Linked DNA regions of Mus musculus: region 2 is linked to region 1. The links are chromatin contacts, called in public Hi-C maps. All regions are on one chromosome and are shown on one strand. The core of a region is the stretch at or near the end of the contact, and the rest is flanking DNA. Distances in the headings are between cores, read along the strand shown.

Region 1 (3,727 bases), core at 762-3,261:
TCAGTGCGGCCTCAGTGTGGCCCCTGAGACACAGGTCATCAAGCTACCCAGGATTCTGACCTCTCCTCAACCCCAGAAGCCTCCTTTCCCCAAGGTTTCTGCTTGTGCCTTCCAAACATTCAGGAATTCAGTGAAGAAAAATAAAACTGACATTCTTCAACAAAAGCTGGAAAAGGGGATGGCAGGCTCACACGGGATCATATATAGAAAAATATAATTTAGCAGTGCATGCATACACAATATAGACTTAAAAAAAAAAAAAAAGAATCAGAACTCTAGGCACAAGTTAGGGACCAAAACAGACAGCCTACAGGAAAGGAATCAGGCAATTAAAGTGGAAAAGAAATGCAAGACATTACGTTTAACCAAATAGAATTCCCAAAGTTTGAATTTTGGACAGAACAAAATATCCAGAGATAAGGAAAATAATAAACGACCATGTGACTGGGAAAGAAAAACAATGTTAGTGTTGTTGTCATGAACACCAGAGAAAGAGCACCCATGCGTGCAGGGATGGAAGGGAAAGAAAAGAGGAGAGGTGGGAGGAAATGGGAAAGTCTAGGAAAGAAGGCAGCAGGCATTTCGTTACATATGTGTGCCCCTTCCAACCAGCCACCTTAGAATTGATTGGGGCTGTGGGGATACCCTTAAAGAGCTGATAACTAGAGAATGATGTAGTGGCACAGGGGCCTGGGAGGCAGAAGCAGGCTGATCTCTATCAGTTCCAAGCAGACCAGGGCTACATATTAAGAAGACCAGGGAGGGAGAGGAAAAAAAGGAGAAGAGGGGGATGAAGGAGGAGGAGAAAAAGGAGGGAGGGAGGGAGGGAGGGAGGGAGGGAAGGAGGGAAGGTAGAAAAAAATGAAAAAGAGAAAAGAATTTATGGAAACGAGATGCCAAAGATAAATCTGGAAACCATTCTCAGAGTGTTTAAAAGGATTCTCAAACTGGTGTGCAATTATTTGTCTCCTGACCCAAATAGTCCCATTTTTGCAGGCCTGTGGTGAAGCTCAGAAACAAATTTTTAACAAGGACCCCCAAGTCGGTCTGATCAAGTTGACTGACTGTCGTTGTAAAGCTTGAGAACAAAGAACGCACCTTGCCACAGCATTTCCAGTCTTGGCTCTGAACCAGACACCCAACTGCCCTTAAAAATAGATTATGTGTCTTTTCCTTTTACTGTAGACGCTTTGTTTTTTCGTAGCGTCAAAAAGAGAGCGGGGGACTAACCCATCAGAATCACCTCCAAGAGGTTTTTCCTCAGCCACACCCCACACCAAGAAATGGGAAGCTCTGAAAAGCAAAACCGGTGCATTTTTAGCAAGCACCTCTAGGGGGCAGAGAGCTCCACAAACAGTTATTAATGAGAAAATGGTCTAAAATGGTTTAAACGTGAAGACAACCTAGGGAAAAAAAATGTATACAAATCCCCACAAAGCAAACATGGACGCGTTCTATTCGGGGGCTTGCGGGCATCTTGCAAGGCGTTTAAAAGCCTGCACAGGACAATGGGGGCAGTGGGTTCGGCAATTTAGCACAGAAGAAAACAACTTCTCCTCCCTGGAAAGCAAAGCAACCAAGAAGGTAAGGCTCAGGGGCACCGGCTGCGGGACTCACTAAGTGATGGGTGTGACAACAAGGAAAGCGGCCTGGGCCTGGAGTCAGTGCCCACGGGAGAACGCCGCACCGGAGCGCCTGCCTTCCGCGCTTGGCTGCACCGACCTCGCCCGACGCCCGGACGCCCCGCACCCAGCCTCCGATCCCGGCCCCCTCCCCCTCTCCGGTGCCACCGACAGACTCGTCTCCCTTTCCCCTCCCCCCTCCCCCAGCCTCGGACACTGTCGCTCTGCCTCACCCGACCTCTCCGCCTCCGCACTGACCGTGTCACGGCCTGGCCGAAGACGGCGCCCTCAGCTCTGCAGAACAGCGCCGCAGACCTTGTCAGAGGACAAGACGCCAAGAGCACACAGCTATGCCCGCACCACGCCCGGCGGCCATCTTCCTAGGAGTCAGGAACTGACAGGTCACGTGGTCGTGTGGTGGGCGGTGCTCCTTGTGGCCACGCCTCCTGGAGGGGGCAGTGTGGGAGGAGTTGCAGGTGCTGAAGTGGCTTGGACGCCCTTCCCTCTATTTTAAAGGAATGGAAACATTGCTTCTTTGCCTGGTTTGGCTTCAGATGGTTTGGGTTGGGTTAGGTTGGGTTGGGTTGGGTTGGTTTTGATACAGAGTCAAAGTCGCCCAAGCAGGCTTCAAACTTGCTATGTAGCCAAGAATGACCTTTACGCTCCCGATCCTCCTGCCTCCACCTCCCAGCTGACCCAGCTAAATTAGTGTATTTTTCACAGGTGCCCCAGGCAATATTTTTCCCTGTCATTCGCGCTTTTGAAAGTTAATTTATAACCCGTACCTGGCATTATAAGCAATAATTCAGAGAAATAAACAACAATTACAACTTTGGAAGCCATTGCCCACTTTGCAAATGAAAGTCGCTTAGTTCCTCCTTCCAGGGTCCAGAAGTCCGAAATCTGCCTTCTCCATCATCGGAAGAATGCACTGCCTCCGCAGACGTCCATACTGCCTCCTTCCAGCTGAGGACCCCCCGCCCCAACCCCCCAAGGCCCTTCCAGACTTTGCTCTTCCCACCTCTGCAGAAGTATCACCAAATGCTATTAACTGATCCCTGACCACCATCAGCAACCCCATCCTGGCAATATTCCCTTCAAAGGGCCTCCTGACACCCATTTCCTAGTCTTCTTCCAGGCATGGTACTCCTTCCCAGGTTCCACCTACCTTAATTAATTCAGAGTTCCAGAGTTCTGCCCACGGTCAGTCTCATCCCCAATATGGCCGATATTATAGGCTCCCTCCTGATCCATCTCCGGAAGTGAGTGGGACCCCCACAGGAAGTGGAAAGTTATCTCACATATCACCCCATACTGTCTAAGCAGTTCCTGTGTTAATCACTCAGATCTATTTTAAACCTTTTACTCCCCCATGGGCTGCCGACTCTCTCAACTCCTCTCCCTACCCAGAACTCTTCTTATCTGTCAGGACACTAAGCACTTCTCAGTTAAACTCTTCAGTACTGCCCCCCCCATCCGTGGAGCCCGTTCCCCACAGCACCTGGGAGTGAGGCTCTTGGAAGGCGTGCCCTCACAGACCTTGCCCTGTTCTGCCTGCCTTCCCCTTCAAACCCTGCCAGGGCAAACTGGCCAGTATTTTCTGCTAATAGACACACTGGGCTTCGTGGTACACACCTTTGCCCTCAGCACTCAGAAGCAGAGGCAGGGGGAATCTCTGTGAGTTAGAGGCTGGCTGCATAGTGAAACCCTGTCTCAAGAGGAGGAGGAAGAAGAAGAAGATGAAGAAGAGGAAGGAAGGAGAGAAGGGAGGGAAGGGGAGGGAGAATGTTATCAAGGGGTGAGAGAGGTCACTGAAAAGATCTCACTGAAGAGAAATAGCTGCAGAAATGTAGTTCCTGTGCCCTTGGGGGCTACCCCCAGGGGCTCAGCTCACATTTGAGAAAGATTGGCTGAAGGTTCCTGGCCCTAGCCTTCCAACTCATTTCTCATGCAAGTCTCCCAGACCCTCCTTCATGTACCTTTAACTTGTGCAGAGGGACAAGTAGATTAATGGGATGACTTCCACAAGCCAGGAAGCTGGCTTTAGACAGGACCAGGCTCATGCTTTCCTACACAGAGCTCTCTGCCTCCAGCGGGGAAACCAG
Region 2 (3,727 bases), core at 596-3,095, 480 kb after region 1:
TAGAAATCTGTTATTGTCGGGCCAACACACTGCACCATGGTTCTGAACTCTACTTCCAGTGTTCCTGGCAATTTCATCCCCCCAAATTAAAAAACAATCAAACTAAAAATACACAGACAGTATCTATAAATAAGGAGAATTTAGTCTCTCTCTCTTTTTTTTAAGATTTGTTTATTATTATAAATAAGTACACTGTTGCTGTCTTCAGATGCACCAGAAGAGGGCGTCAGATCTCATTAGGGATGGTTGTGAGCCACAATGTGGTTACTGGGAATTGAACTCAAGACCTTTGGAAGAGCAGTCAGTGCTCTTACTGGCTGAGTCATCTTGCCAGCCTGAGTCTCGTCTCTTTAGTAGCATGAAATGCAGTAACTATTCCATAAAACTACTGAAATATACAGAGTGAGAACAAAGAAAGAAAGGTGGACAGGGCTAGATTGGAAACAAAGATATAGGTAAACTCTCTGGGAGAGCTGAGGGAGAAAAGGATGACCCACCGTATGGATGATCAAAGCAAACAAAGATTGAAAACACTGTTGACTTTTTCTTTGGGGCACTGAGGCAGATGTGTCGAGTTTTGATTTATTCATCCAACCATATAAAGGGTATCAACTGTATGAGTACCAAACGTTTAACTGGGTGCTTAGGGGTTCTACTGGAAGCAAAAGGAGCATATGGTCCACTTATGGTCTATATGGATTATAATTTTAGGTTTATCAATGTATTATATAGACATTATTACATTTGTCATGGATACAGATAGTATCTACTGTCTACCTTGAGTCCCTCTATCATTATTCTGTCAGTGCACACACAGAGAACTGGTTCCTAATTCTTTGGTGTTTGACTTATGGGTCAGCTACTGAATACACCCATCATGTTCACAGTGCATGCAAAGTGCAGCAGCTTCCTAACCACTCTTACAGTGAGGTGTGGGCACGTGTGCTGGATAGTTTTGTGTCAGCTTGACACAAACTGAAGATATCTGAGATGAGGGAAGCTCAATTAAGAAAAATACCTCCATACCATCAGGTGGCAGGTAGGCCAGTAAGGCACTTTCTTAATCAGTGATTGATGAGGGAGGGTCCATCCCATTGTGGGTGGTGTCACCTCTGGGCTGGTAGCTCTAGGTTTTACAGAACCTGGTAAGCTGACCAAATCATGAGGAGTAAGCCAGTAAGCAGCACCCCTCCATGGCCTCTGCATCAGTTCCTGCCTCCAAGTTCCTGCCCTGTTCTTTAGATGATGAACAATCATATAGAAGTGTTAGCCCTTTTCTCCCCAGCTTGCTTTTTTGGTCATGGTGTTTCATCGCTGCAATAGAAACCCTAAGATAGCAAGCACATTAGAACGTCCTCGGCAAGAGTCTGGTGTCCGTACCCTAGACAGGCTGACAGGGATTACTTGGAGGCAACCCAAGTTCCAGGTCCTGCTCTTCCTCACGCGCAACCAGCATCAAAGGGAGCTTTGCTGGGTGGTCTCCTCCAAGGAGCCACGGGGGTGGCCAACCCACAAGCCCACAGTTTCATCCTCTTTCTGGCCCACGGCCCCTCTGAACAAACACTCCACCCAATCCCACCCGCAACCTCCCAGAGCGGACAAGCAGCCAGGTTCCGGGGCCCAAGTGGCCACCGCCCCTTCGCTCCGCCCCCTATGCGGGTCACCGCCCCGAGCCGACGCCTGCCCTGGGCGCTGCTCCTCCTCCTCCTGGCTATCCCTGGCCCATTGAGTTAGGGAACGCGAGTGGGAGCTGCACGCGTTCCTCTAGGTCCTTACCACCTCCTCCACATCCATCGAGGCTCCGCTGCAGACACCGTTACCCAAACAGCAAGCGCCGCTTCCGGGAGAGACGGGGAGAGCGCTCCGGTCGGAAACACAGCCTCTGCCTTTGCGTTCCAGGAGTCTTCTGTGCTGCCCTTGTGGGACTCAAGACCCAGGTTTCTGGCAGGCAGTACAGGACCAGGACCAGGCCCCAGTGACAGAGCTCAGACCTACGAGGATTTTCTGTGGTTTTGTTTTTGTGGCTCTGGCTTTCCCGGAACTCAGCTCAGGAGACTACACTGGCCTTGAACCCCACCTGCCTCTGCTTCCTGAGAGCTGGGATTAAAGGCGTGTGCCATGACTTCCGGCTTCTGGGTTTTACAAAATGTGTTCTCAGTGTTTGAACACAGGTTGTTGAACTAGAACTGGTTGTCTATTTGAAATTTTTTTTAACTTCCCAGATCCTAGGAACCAAACCCTCCTAGTGCATGCTCGCCAAGAACTCCACACCACTGAACATCCCCAGACCAAGATTTCTAGTCATAACTCTATTTCTTTCTTGTACCTTCACCTCCTCCTGTGTAAAAAATATATGTTTGCCTATGAATATAATTATGTCTCGTTTAATAAATTCTTAATACATTTATCTCTTGTTCCCTCGTTGAACACACTAATCCCCTGCTTCATTCCATAAACTAAAGTTGTTTTAGATTTTCCTGTGAACAAAATAAGTCTCCACCTTTGTGAACATTTATATCTGTTTATTTAATTGTTTTTGCTTATTTGTTTCCAGACAGGGTTTGTCTGAGTAGTCCTGTCTGTGTTGGAACTCACTTTGTAGATCAGGCTGGCCTTGAAGTCAGAGACATGTGTTTGCCTTTGCCTCCTGAGTGCTGGGATTAAAGGCCTGTGCCACCAGAGCCTGACATTTGTTTTAGATACTAAAAATTCTTTCCAGGGGCAGTAGAGAAGAGCTGAGATGGATTTCAGATGATAAGGTCCCCAGCAGGGTAGGCTGGGATATGTCAAGGATCCTGCAGCACTCTGGAGAACAAAGGAAACTCTTGATATTATAGATGTTAGAGGGAAAGGATCTCCAAGCCCAGAGGAGAGGGGGTCTCTGCAATTTGCAAATTAATGAAGGTACTAAAAATAAAGGGTCATAATTTAGAAAGCTAAACCTATTTTGCCTCCTCCCACCTTGGGACTACTACGTGCTAGGAGTTTAGTAGTTTACAGAGGTACTAAATAAAGTGAGGCTAATTGACTTTAATATCAATACTATGGTAGGAAGAGACAAAAATAAGAAAATCATGGGTTTGGAGAGATGGTTCAGCAGCTAAGAGAGCACTGGCATCTCTTGTAAGATTTCAGTTTGATTCCCAGCACCCACATGGCAGCTCACAACTATCTGTACTCTAGTTCCTGGGGATCAGGTGCCATTATCTACTGACGTGGGTACCAGGCACAGACATGGTGTACACATACATGCAGGCAAAACATTTACACACATAAAATAAAAATGAAATAGGGAAGAATAAGGAAGACATGTTAAATGCAGTGAGAGGGGTGGTCTGGAAAGGTCTCACTGAAGAAGGATCTTTAATGCAGATACACATTTTTTGTTTGAGAATCTGTTTTATGAAAAACCCTAAGCCAGTACATTTAAATTTTCTTTCCAAACAGGGTTGCTCCGTGTAGTCTGGGCTGTACTGGAACTCAACCTGTAGACCAGGCTGAACTCAGAGATCTGCCTGCTTCTGCCTCCCAAATGATTACAGGCTTGTGCCACCACTGTCTGCCTACATTTGAATGTTTCAAAGGAAGCTACTTTTTTTCTTTAAGAAAACAACATTAGCCAGGCGGTGGTGGCACACACCTTTAATCGCAGCACTTGGGAGGCAGAGGCAGGCGGATTTCTGAGTTCGAGGTCAGCCTGGTCTACAAAGTGAGTTCCAGGACAGCC

The links. Hi-C and Micro-C count contacts between places; a contact is called where the count stands out from the background.
Region 2: a Hi-C map of erythroblasts shows a contact between it and region 1, with 2.9 times the contacts expected there. The contact joins the promoter of Taf1b here to the promoter of Kidins220 in region 1. A contact is called at or near these places in 7 of 39 promoter capture datasets (the 3T3-L1 cell line, cranial neural crest, embryonic stem cells and 4 more), 1 of 484 Hi-C or Micro-C datasets (erythroblasts) and 2 of 115 datasets of contacts at active chromatin or transcription factors (cardiomyocytes and large pre-B cells).

What each region holds. Positions count from the first base shown.
Region 1 is chr12:24,973,216-24,976,942 of GRCm38.p6, reverse strand. Kidins220 (kinase D-interacting substrate 220) reads right to left here and starts at 2,011. Exons shown (of 32, transcript NM_001081378.1): 1 at 1,881-2,011. It overlaps Gm36236 (a long non-coding RNA gene), which reads left to right and starts at 1,346. Exons shown (of 2, transcript XR_381341.3): 1 at 1,346-1,584; 2 at 1,830-3,727.
Region 2 is chr12:24,496,699-24,500,425 of GRCm38.p6, reverse strand. It overlaps Taf1b (TATA-box binding protein associated factor, RNA polymerase I, B), which reads right to left and starts at 1,845. Exons shown (of 15, transcript NM_020614.2): 1 at 1,777-1,845. The coding sequence starts at 1,794.